Regions from separate parts of the Rattus norvegicus genome. Here region 2 is linked to region 1. A link is a contact called in public Hi-C data. All regions are on one chromosome and are shown on one strand. The core of a region is the stretch at or near the end of the contact, and the rest is flanking DNA. Distances in the headings are between cores, read along the strand shown.

The links. A called contact is a pair of places that touch in the nucleus more often than the background predicts.
Region 2: a contact with region 1 is called in a Hi-C map of kidney, with 6 times the contacts expected there. The contact joins two enhancer-like sites. A contact is called at or near these places in 7 of 12 Hi-C or Micro-C datasets (the A7r5 cell line, hepatocytes, kidney and 3 more).

What each region holds. Positions count from the first base shown.
Region 1 is chr10:20,890,022-20,894,400 of GRCr8, forward strand. All of the region lies in intron 1 of Wwc1 (WW and C2 domain containing 1), which reads right to left. Among named protein-coding and RNA genes, the nearest start is that of Wwc1, 66 kb to the right of the region's middle. Within about 2 kb of position 1,595, at least 9 of the 93 cell types and tissues checked have an H3K27ac peak or open chromatin away from gene starts, as enhancers often do. A contact at or near this core is called in kidney, where this site is marked.
Region 2 is chr10:20,973,129-20,977,553 of GRCr8, forward strand. No RefSeq gene overlaps it. Among named protein-coding and RNA genes, the nearest start is that of Wwc1, 17 kb to the left of the region's middle. Within about 2 kb of position 1,498, at least 1 of the 93 cell types and tissues checked has an H3K27ac peak or open chromatin away from gene starts, as enhancers often do. A contact at or near this core is called in kidney, where this site is marked.

The sequences.
Region 1 (4,379 bases), core at 345-2,844:
TCACAACAACCTGGAGCTGTGCTAGCCCAGGAGACTGGACGGGGATGTGTGAGAAAGACAAGAGGCACTGGAGTACTCCATGATGAGTGTCTTCAGCCATTGGTACGAAGGTGTTCACTAGACAACCCATGACTCCTAGATGCTAGGTCTCAATCCCAGGATAAACTACTGAGGTGCCCATTAACATATCCAAGCAGACACTGACCACTAGCTTCTCGAAGCATCTCTTAGGGCCCTGTCATAGAGCCCTTCTGACTGGCATACCCTGCCCCCAGCTGCCCCTCCTTATATAACTCAGCCACTTTGCTATACCAGTCCCTGTCCCTTTTAGTCTACCCTTTACCCTCTTGCCCCAACAGCCTCTCTTGGTTGGTGGCTTTTCTCTCAACATGGCCCAGCTTAGTCTGGCCATGTTCCCTCTGGGCTCTCACACTTGTCGTTGCCTCCACCGACACTCTCTTCCCCATATCTACAGTAAGCCTTCTCTTCCGCCATACTTGGGAGCGGTCATGTCCTTCCTTCTTTATTTCTTTTTCTTTTTTCACACTCTACACATAGGACAGTTAAATGTTTCCAAGTCATCCGTACAAATTCAGGCTCTCAAGGTACCGGGAACAGGAATGTATCAGACAGGAGAACAGGATCCAAACTGCAACAAGTTTCCAGAAACTCATCAACTCCACACGCTGCTCCGGTTTCCATCAAGGAGGTGAGGCTCTGGTCATTAGCCCTAGCACCAATAATATGATATGAAGGGTATGAGGAAGATAGCGATTCCCGTCAGCAGTGACGGCAGACATTTTGCCAACAGGAAGGGACGTGCAGCAATAGGGCTTGCCGTTAGAAAGAGCAGCCAAAGGAGAGAGAAAGGCATTGGGTTTTGTATTTGGGTTCTCTCTTGGATGCAGCCGTGGGGGAGCAGCCAGTTGACGCTCAGTGCGCCTCTATGGGAAACAGGAAAGTTGCTATGGGAAGGAACTATACAACTTACAGAAATCTGGACAGAAATCTCTGGAACAAATGCCAAGGGGGAGATGAATTATTCAGTGTGCAGAGAGGTGTCATTCAGAGAATCAGTATGAAGAGAAGTGTTTTAGCTTTACACACACACACACACACACAGAGACACACACAGAGACACACACACACTAACACACACACACACACACATACTCTCTCTCTCTCTCTCTCTCTCTCTCTCTGACACTGTCTGCCTGTCTGTCCCTCCTTCCCTGTCTCCTAGTGAGAGGCAAAGCTGTCAGATGTAGCCAGGACCTGACACCTCCAGCCTCAACCCCTTACCTGGCCAGGTCAGGTAGTCCCTGCCTCTAGCCCCCAGTGTCCTGGGCCCGCCTAAAACCCCAATCATAAAAGTCACATGACCCAGCTGCTGGAAGAACAAGAGGGAAGCCAGGCAAGGTGCCAGGCCAGAGCGAGTTCTGCCCCTTCTTAATTACAAATCTCTGAATGAGCACAAACATTCCTGAAGGTTTCACAACCCGCCTTCCTGGAAAAACAGCCCGGATGCGTTGCCAGGGAAACAGGGAAGGTTCTGCCAGGTGCACTTTGTAAGGGGCACACAGCAACACCTGTCAAGGAGCATGGCAGGTAACTGGAGCGCTAGAGACACCAACAGGTCCCTCGTTGGTCTCACAGAGAGGTGCTGCTTTCCTAGAGGTGCCTCTGGCCAAAGCTGACCGGAGTGTTCAGCATGTCTTTTCTAGGGAGGCATTAAGGTGGAGGAGCAGGTCACATTCTGCCAAGCGTAACACTGGGTGGTGAGTCTCTGCCGACTACATTTGAACGGTTAAGTCGCTATCCACATTCCCTGTGCTGCCCAAACTTCCCTCTTCGTGGCTGTCCAGCAGAGCACTGCCCTGTTCACCCCATTCCCGGCTCTCTCCTTTCAAGTGCTAGGTGGGAAGGATCCCAGTCTAAAGCCTCCACCCCTTCTCCAATCTAAGAACAGTGTACACTCCACGGCAGCTCTCCTCACCACCCCACAATGGGCAGGCTGGTTCTTCCTGCCCCAGGCTGGTTCACATGCATAGTCTCCATAGCTTAGATGTTTCATCTCCTGATAGCACTCTTCCGCCTCTGGCCCTGCCCTCAAGTTTGAAAGCCTTCCTCCTCCTTTCCCTTAATTTGATTTGGACGCTGAGACACCTTTCCTTGTTCCTCTAACAGACACGAGGGTGATAAAAATAATCACCTCACACACAGAACCTGCTAAGAGGGTGAAGTGTAGTGTGGAATACGTGACTCTGGGGAGCTTTAATGAACGCAGAGGACAAAGACCAGGCACTGCCCTTCCAGAGTAGGGTGGGAGACACGCTCCAGTCATAAGCAAATGTTTCTGAGGTGTACAGCATTCAGGGGGGAAAAAAAATCAAGGTGCTGGGATGGTGAACCAAGGGCAGCAGGCGGTCACAGAAGCCTCTGAGAAGGTGGCGTTCTCGGGCATTCAGAAAGTAGGAAGTAGCTAGCCAGCAGAAAAGGTGCTGAGAACCTGAGAGAAGGCAACGGGAATATCAAATACCAAAGCCGTGGGTCAGGATACTGCTGATGCATGTGAAGACCAAAAGGTTTTGTGTGCAAGGTGGTTATTTTTACCATCCTTGTGTCTGTTAGACACACCACGTCTGCTAGACCTAAGACCAAAAGAAAGGTGAGGCCGGGTGCAGCTTGCTGGGGGTGGGGCTGGGGGTGGGGTCTCCCGGCTGCTGGTGGGGCCTTTAGGTCACACACCTTTGTTCTGTGCCCATGTGCGAAGCAATACAAGGTGACCTGAGAGATGCACCCACCCCATCCCCCAGTCTCCTCTTTCCACTCTCAGTGAACCCACCCAGCAGCCCAGTCCCAGCTAGGCATAATGAATAAGGTACTGTATGCCTTGTGAGACGAGGTCCATGCTTCAAACAGGGAATGAGCCTTGGGACATTCCACAATAGGGGATGTGGCCAAGGCTCTCCCTGAGGCGGTAAACCACGCACGACAGATAAGCCAGAGAGATGTGAGAAGCCAAGGGGTTGGGAGAACGAATGGACAGTAATGGAGTGTGGACAGGGAGGGCAGAGGACCAAGTTAAGGAAGGAAACTATGAAGCAGGCACCTTCGGGGTCTAGGTGGATTCAGGCTGTCACCATTGGGCTAAACCTCGGGTCATACCTTGCTAAAGCTGCCTTTATGCTAAATAACCTTGTTAAAAGGTGTTTCCTTCATGCAACGCACGAGACGGCCCCATCCTGTAAGCGTGGTGTGGCCGTGCAGGAAGAGGACCCATCAAAAGTGCTGACCACAGATGTTGCAGGGAGCTGAGCCTTTGACGGTGTGCATTGGTGATGTGATCCTCGGAGAGACACCTGTGCACTGTGGGAATTAGGTCACCGCACAGCTTACAAGCTTACTATAGGAACCTCCACCATCACTGACCCGCCAGCCTTCTCTCCCCCAGGTACCCAACAGCAGTTACCACTCCCTGGCTCTGGCAACACCTGTCTGTATGGGCATCAACGTTCACCTCCTCGTGCATAAGAGGACAACGCGCAAAGCAACGACTTTGTGAAAGAAGGCTCTGCCTAGCACGTGGCGCTGTTCCAGGATTTCCACAACGATGGCAAAATAACGGCTCAGGCTTAAGTCGCTGTCAGAAGCTTTCTACTGCGCCCCACTGACTTCCTGAGAAGGGAGGAGTGTGGAAAGCACCCCCAACACCCACCTTGTGGGCTGATGAAATGGTACACTGGGCACAAGCACTCGCACACAGTTCTGATGACCTGAGGTCGGTTCCTGGATCCCACAAGGTGGCAGGAGAGAACCGACTCCTGAGAATTACGCCCTGACCTCCACGCACCGTGGAAGCCACATGTGCCTCCGTCCCCAGTAAAAATTAAAGCAGGCAGGCCGAGAGATGGCAGGTGTCTGGGACTTGGCTCTTGGTATTTGCTCTCTGGAGGTGATGACATTTGCTCTGGGAAGGCCTATGCCCCCGTTTCTCTAAAATACCTCTCTCCCTTTCTCCGGCTCCCTTCTCTCAGAACACCTGTGTCCACATTCTTGCCCTCAGATCCTGTAGTCCCCCAAGGTCCTGGATTTGGTTTGGCTGGTTCACCCAGAAGCTTCTTGGTTTAGCCACTCCCACTCTTGGAATTCCTTCACGAGGGCAGGACGAGGAAAAAAAAGAGCTACAGGGAAGATTCTAGAATGTTCCTTCCACCAGCTCTCCCTCTGATTTCAGACTGGATCCAGCAAACCAGTGTCTCACCTCCTGCCAGATCTCTCCCCTCCGCCCAGCCTAGCACCTTCCCTCCCTTCACCTCATGTCCATGTTTACGTGGCTGGGCTCCTTACTTGATGGACTGCAAACGGACAGGGGAACG
Region 2 (4,425 bases), core at 248-2,747, 83 kb after region 1:
AAAAGCCCTCTGGCGTGTGTGTGCGCGCGCGCGCGCGCACACACACACACACACACACACACTGCACAAACATACATGCAAAACCAAAACCAAACCAAACAAAACAAAAACCCCAACAACAACAACAACAACAACAACAAAACAACAACAAAACACCATTTGCAAACGCAAATAGAGACTTTCCCTCCCCGCCAGTCTTGTTTCTGCTCTGTCGCTCCAGGCTCCGCTGTGATCAGTGGAAGAAGAAATCGCAGAGATTGCCGCTGACAATGGCTATGGCATGAGCAGAGCTTGCTTTGCTGGCCAAAATACCCCCTAGCCATACTCTGTCATCGGGCCTCTCCTTCACCAGGATTATCATGGTGGGCCTACGTGGGAGATGAGGCCCAGGCAAAAGGGGTCTCCTGAACCTGAAGTTTGCTCTCAGGCACAGCGTGGCCGCTAACTGGGACACCATAGAGATGATCAGGAACCATGCGTCCTACGGGAACTGTGCATGATTCCTGAGGAGCACCTGGTGCTTCTGACAGAGGCTCCCCTGAACCCCAAGGTAGGTTGATGTCATTAATACAGATGAAGGCAGACAAGATAAAACGAGGCCCGTCATTGGTCGAGAAGAAAGGATGGGCGGGAACAAAGTTTTAGAAGCAGGAGAGGGGCGCGGAGCCGGGGGAACATGGCGCCAAACCTTAAGATTCTGCTACGGGGGCTGGAGAGATGGCTCAGCGGTTAAGAGCACCCGACTACTCTTCCAGAGGTCCTGAGTTCAATTCCCAGCAACCACCTGGTGGCTCACAACTATCTGTAAAGAGATCCGGTGCCCTCTTCTGGTGTATCTGAAGATAGCTACGGTGTACTTATACATAATAAATGAATAAATCTAAAAAAAAAAAAAGATTCTTCTACGGGTTGTTATGACTAATTTTAAGGGATGGGTGTGTACAGGATTTTGTGTTGTCTAGATGAGCAATTATATCTTATCAACTGGATCAGGGGGTTATTGTGTGGTGTGTTCTTTCGTGTGGCAACTTAATTCAGTTCAAGGAAGTGTGTGGCGGGACGCACTGGCCGCCCCGCAGAATTGGGATGTGTATGCGTGGCACGGTGGCAACCCGCCAAGGGAGCTGTGAGTGAGTGCAGGGTGGCTTGACAGGGCGTTGTGCTGGAAAGAGGCTGAACTGTCCCAGTCAGAGGAACCCAGGAGAGAGGGCATGGAGCATGAGCTCGGGAACCAGTCACGATGCGCACACCTTTTTATTTTTACCGCAACACACCAAGGCTTACAGACAGAAGATGACCCAGGGGCTGTTTGAAGCCTTCAAAACCCGTCCATGTATGTGGCCCTTCAGGCAGTGCTGTCTCTGTATGTCCTTAGATGCTCCTAGGATCTATGCACGTGACCACATTTTTGTTCTCATGCATGCCTGCATGTGCACCGTCACGGACTCTGGTTGCCCTTCCCCAAGCCATCGTGCGTCTGGACCTGGCTGGCTGGGACCTGACAGACTTTATCATGGAGATCCTGTCTGAGCAGGGTTCTGGCTTCACCACCGTAGCGGAGTCAGGAGTGTGTGAGACATTAAGGAGAAGCTATGTCATGTTGCACTGGATTTTGGTCACTGCTACATCTTCTTTCTCCTCGGAGAAGAGCTTCTACCCTGGCCTCAATGTCCACCTTCCAGCATACACGGATCAACAGGCAGGAGTGGACCTAGCCAAGCCCCTCCATCGCCCACTGCAAATACTTCTGGATGGACGACGCAGGAACCAACCGTCTACTGCATGAGATGGTTCTGAAGGATCAGTCTGCCCTGGCAAATGTACACAGCTCATGGCGGCCTCATGAAAATAACTGAATAAGCTATAGAAAAGAAATTTGTTCCTGAAGCTTGCATCTGACTTTGACCTTGTATTCAAGCTAACAGTTTCCTTGGTGGACATTTAATACCCCATGCTTGCCTATCTTAATTTGGTCCTTAGTCCATGTGGCTCAGTCACTTGGTGGCTGAGGAGACTAGGCCATGGAAGAGAAATCCCCAGCCTGGTGGATCTCTGCGAGCAGGGTGCAGCAATCTTTGCAGAGTGTTAACTGACAGCTGGCTGCCCCAGAATTTCTGTCCAAGGCTCCTGAACACTGATTCTCTCTTGCTGTCTAAAGTCTGAGCCTAAAGACCCACTTTTCATTCTGGTGTTTGCCCTCCTGTCCCCTGCTGGGTTGTTCCTTGCCCGGTTGGGGCCTGCAAGAGCGACATCCTTCTAGCACCAGAGAATTCCAGGCTACATTGTGTGCCTGCCCATGCGCAAAGCAGCATATACCGAGTGTCCAGTGAGCTTCAGCTTGTGTGTATGTGTGTACACGTGCAAGTCTCAGAGGGTGGGCTGTTTGGGGAACATTTGCATGGACAGTGATGAATTTATTCATTCTCTTAACTTATGTAAGTTTGTTTGGGGGTATCTAATTATTTAAGAAGTGATGAGTTTTGTTTTCCTATGATTCTGTGAGAACATTAGGCCCCAGCAACAAGTCACTGTGTGAAGAATAATAAAAGTGATACGGTAACCAAGCAAAATAAAATAACAAAGGGGAAAGCAGTTAAGAAAATTATTGGTTCTAAAACCCTATGGTTTTGCCATATTTCCATGGGGACAGGGCTGACCTTACCTAAAAGCAGAAAGGGAAGATTCCTGCATTTCCCTTTTACCATTATGTGTGTACAGTGTATGTCAGATGCCCTGGGCTTTTCTACTCTAACTTCCTGTCTGTCCTTGATGCAGACAGACATGCCTCTGAACATCAGAGAGCAAATAGAAACCCTCACGGGGCTGGAGAGATGACTCAGCAGTTAAGAGCACTGACTGCTCTTCCAAAGGTTCTGAGTTCAATTCCCAGCAACCACATGGTGGCTCACAACCATCTGTAACAGGATCCAGCGCCCTTTCCTGGTGTGTCTGAGGACAGCAACAACGTACTCACATACATAAAATAAATCTTCAAGAAAAAGGAAAAGAAAAAGAAACCCCCACGACTCGCCTGGTGTGTGCTGCGTCTCCCGTACCCCTTTGTTGTACACGTTCCGTTAGTCACACACCACGAATGCCCTCCGACCCCATTGTGTCTCTCCTCCCCACACTCGGATCCACTTTTATTCACGTCTGGATACATGTGGCCTACACGCCTCCTGAAGCCTGTGTTATGCACATTGCCCCCAGTGGCTTGCAATGCATTACACAAACACAGAGGTGTCCTTCCCCCATGCAGCCCACCCTTTGAGTCCTGCATACGTGTACACATAGACCCAGATGCAAACTGAAGCTCACTGGGCAGGCACATGAACGAATGCTGGAATTCCCTGGAGCTAGAGAGATGCTGCTCTTGCCGTGGGCCCCATGCGGCACATGCTGACCTCACGATAAAGTCTGCAGTCCCTTTCAGGGTCCACTTAGCAGGCCAGGCCTTCTATTGGTTCAGCCTTCTCTCCTAAGCATTGGAATCTAGATGGTGCCCTCCCCCCTCCCCTCACAGGCTGCAAGGACCAAGTCACACGTAGCCAGGCTATGGCAAGGAGGAAAAATGGCGTGATGGATTCATGCTCGTGAGACTGCCATCTCCTCAAGGCACTGTCCTGAAGTCATACTAGCTGGGGACTGGTGGACACCAGCTCACACTCCCTCTGCAAGTGCTATCAAGCTCCAAGACAGCCAGAGAACCCTGCTGGAGCACCGTTAACGTACCATTCCATGGGACTCCATGGAGCTGTGTGGTCTTTGGCGTGGGACGTGACAGGATGAGGAAATGAAACACTGCCCTGCCACCTCAGACTCCAGCCATTTTCACTCTGGGGAAAGGTGCATGGAAAACCCTGGACTCCTCTTCCCTGATCTTCTTGTTCCTGTTGCTCTGATAGCTGGCAGGACAACACACACGGGAACACTTCTGGCTATTGACAGAATCTGGCCACCCTGGCTTCAGAGCACTCAGCCCCACACCTCAGGAGGGCTGGCGGTGGGGAGAGCTGGAGGAAGCACCACTGGCTCTTTGTTTCTCAATGGGATAGTCAGCCACGGAAGGATACTTGGGAGGCTGAGGCAGGAGAATGGTCGTCTGTTCAAGGTTAGCTATATAGGCCAGCCTGAGGTATAATGTGGGACTTCGTCTTGAACAAAAGCTAACAAAGCTTCTGGGTGTTGTGGTCTAGAAGAGAAAACTGGGAGGATTTCAGAACACAGAGGATTATGGGTAAATTGGCCTATAGGATCAGAGGTCCAAGGCTTCTCTTTGGAAATCTGAAGAGAGGAGGCAAAGGTGGGGGTGGGGGTGGGGCTGGGGATGGGGATAGAGCACAGTAGGCAATGGTTCTCCAATGGGGAAGACTGTAACATCCCAGGGAACATTTAGAAGTGTTAGAAGGGCTACCACAGCTAGGT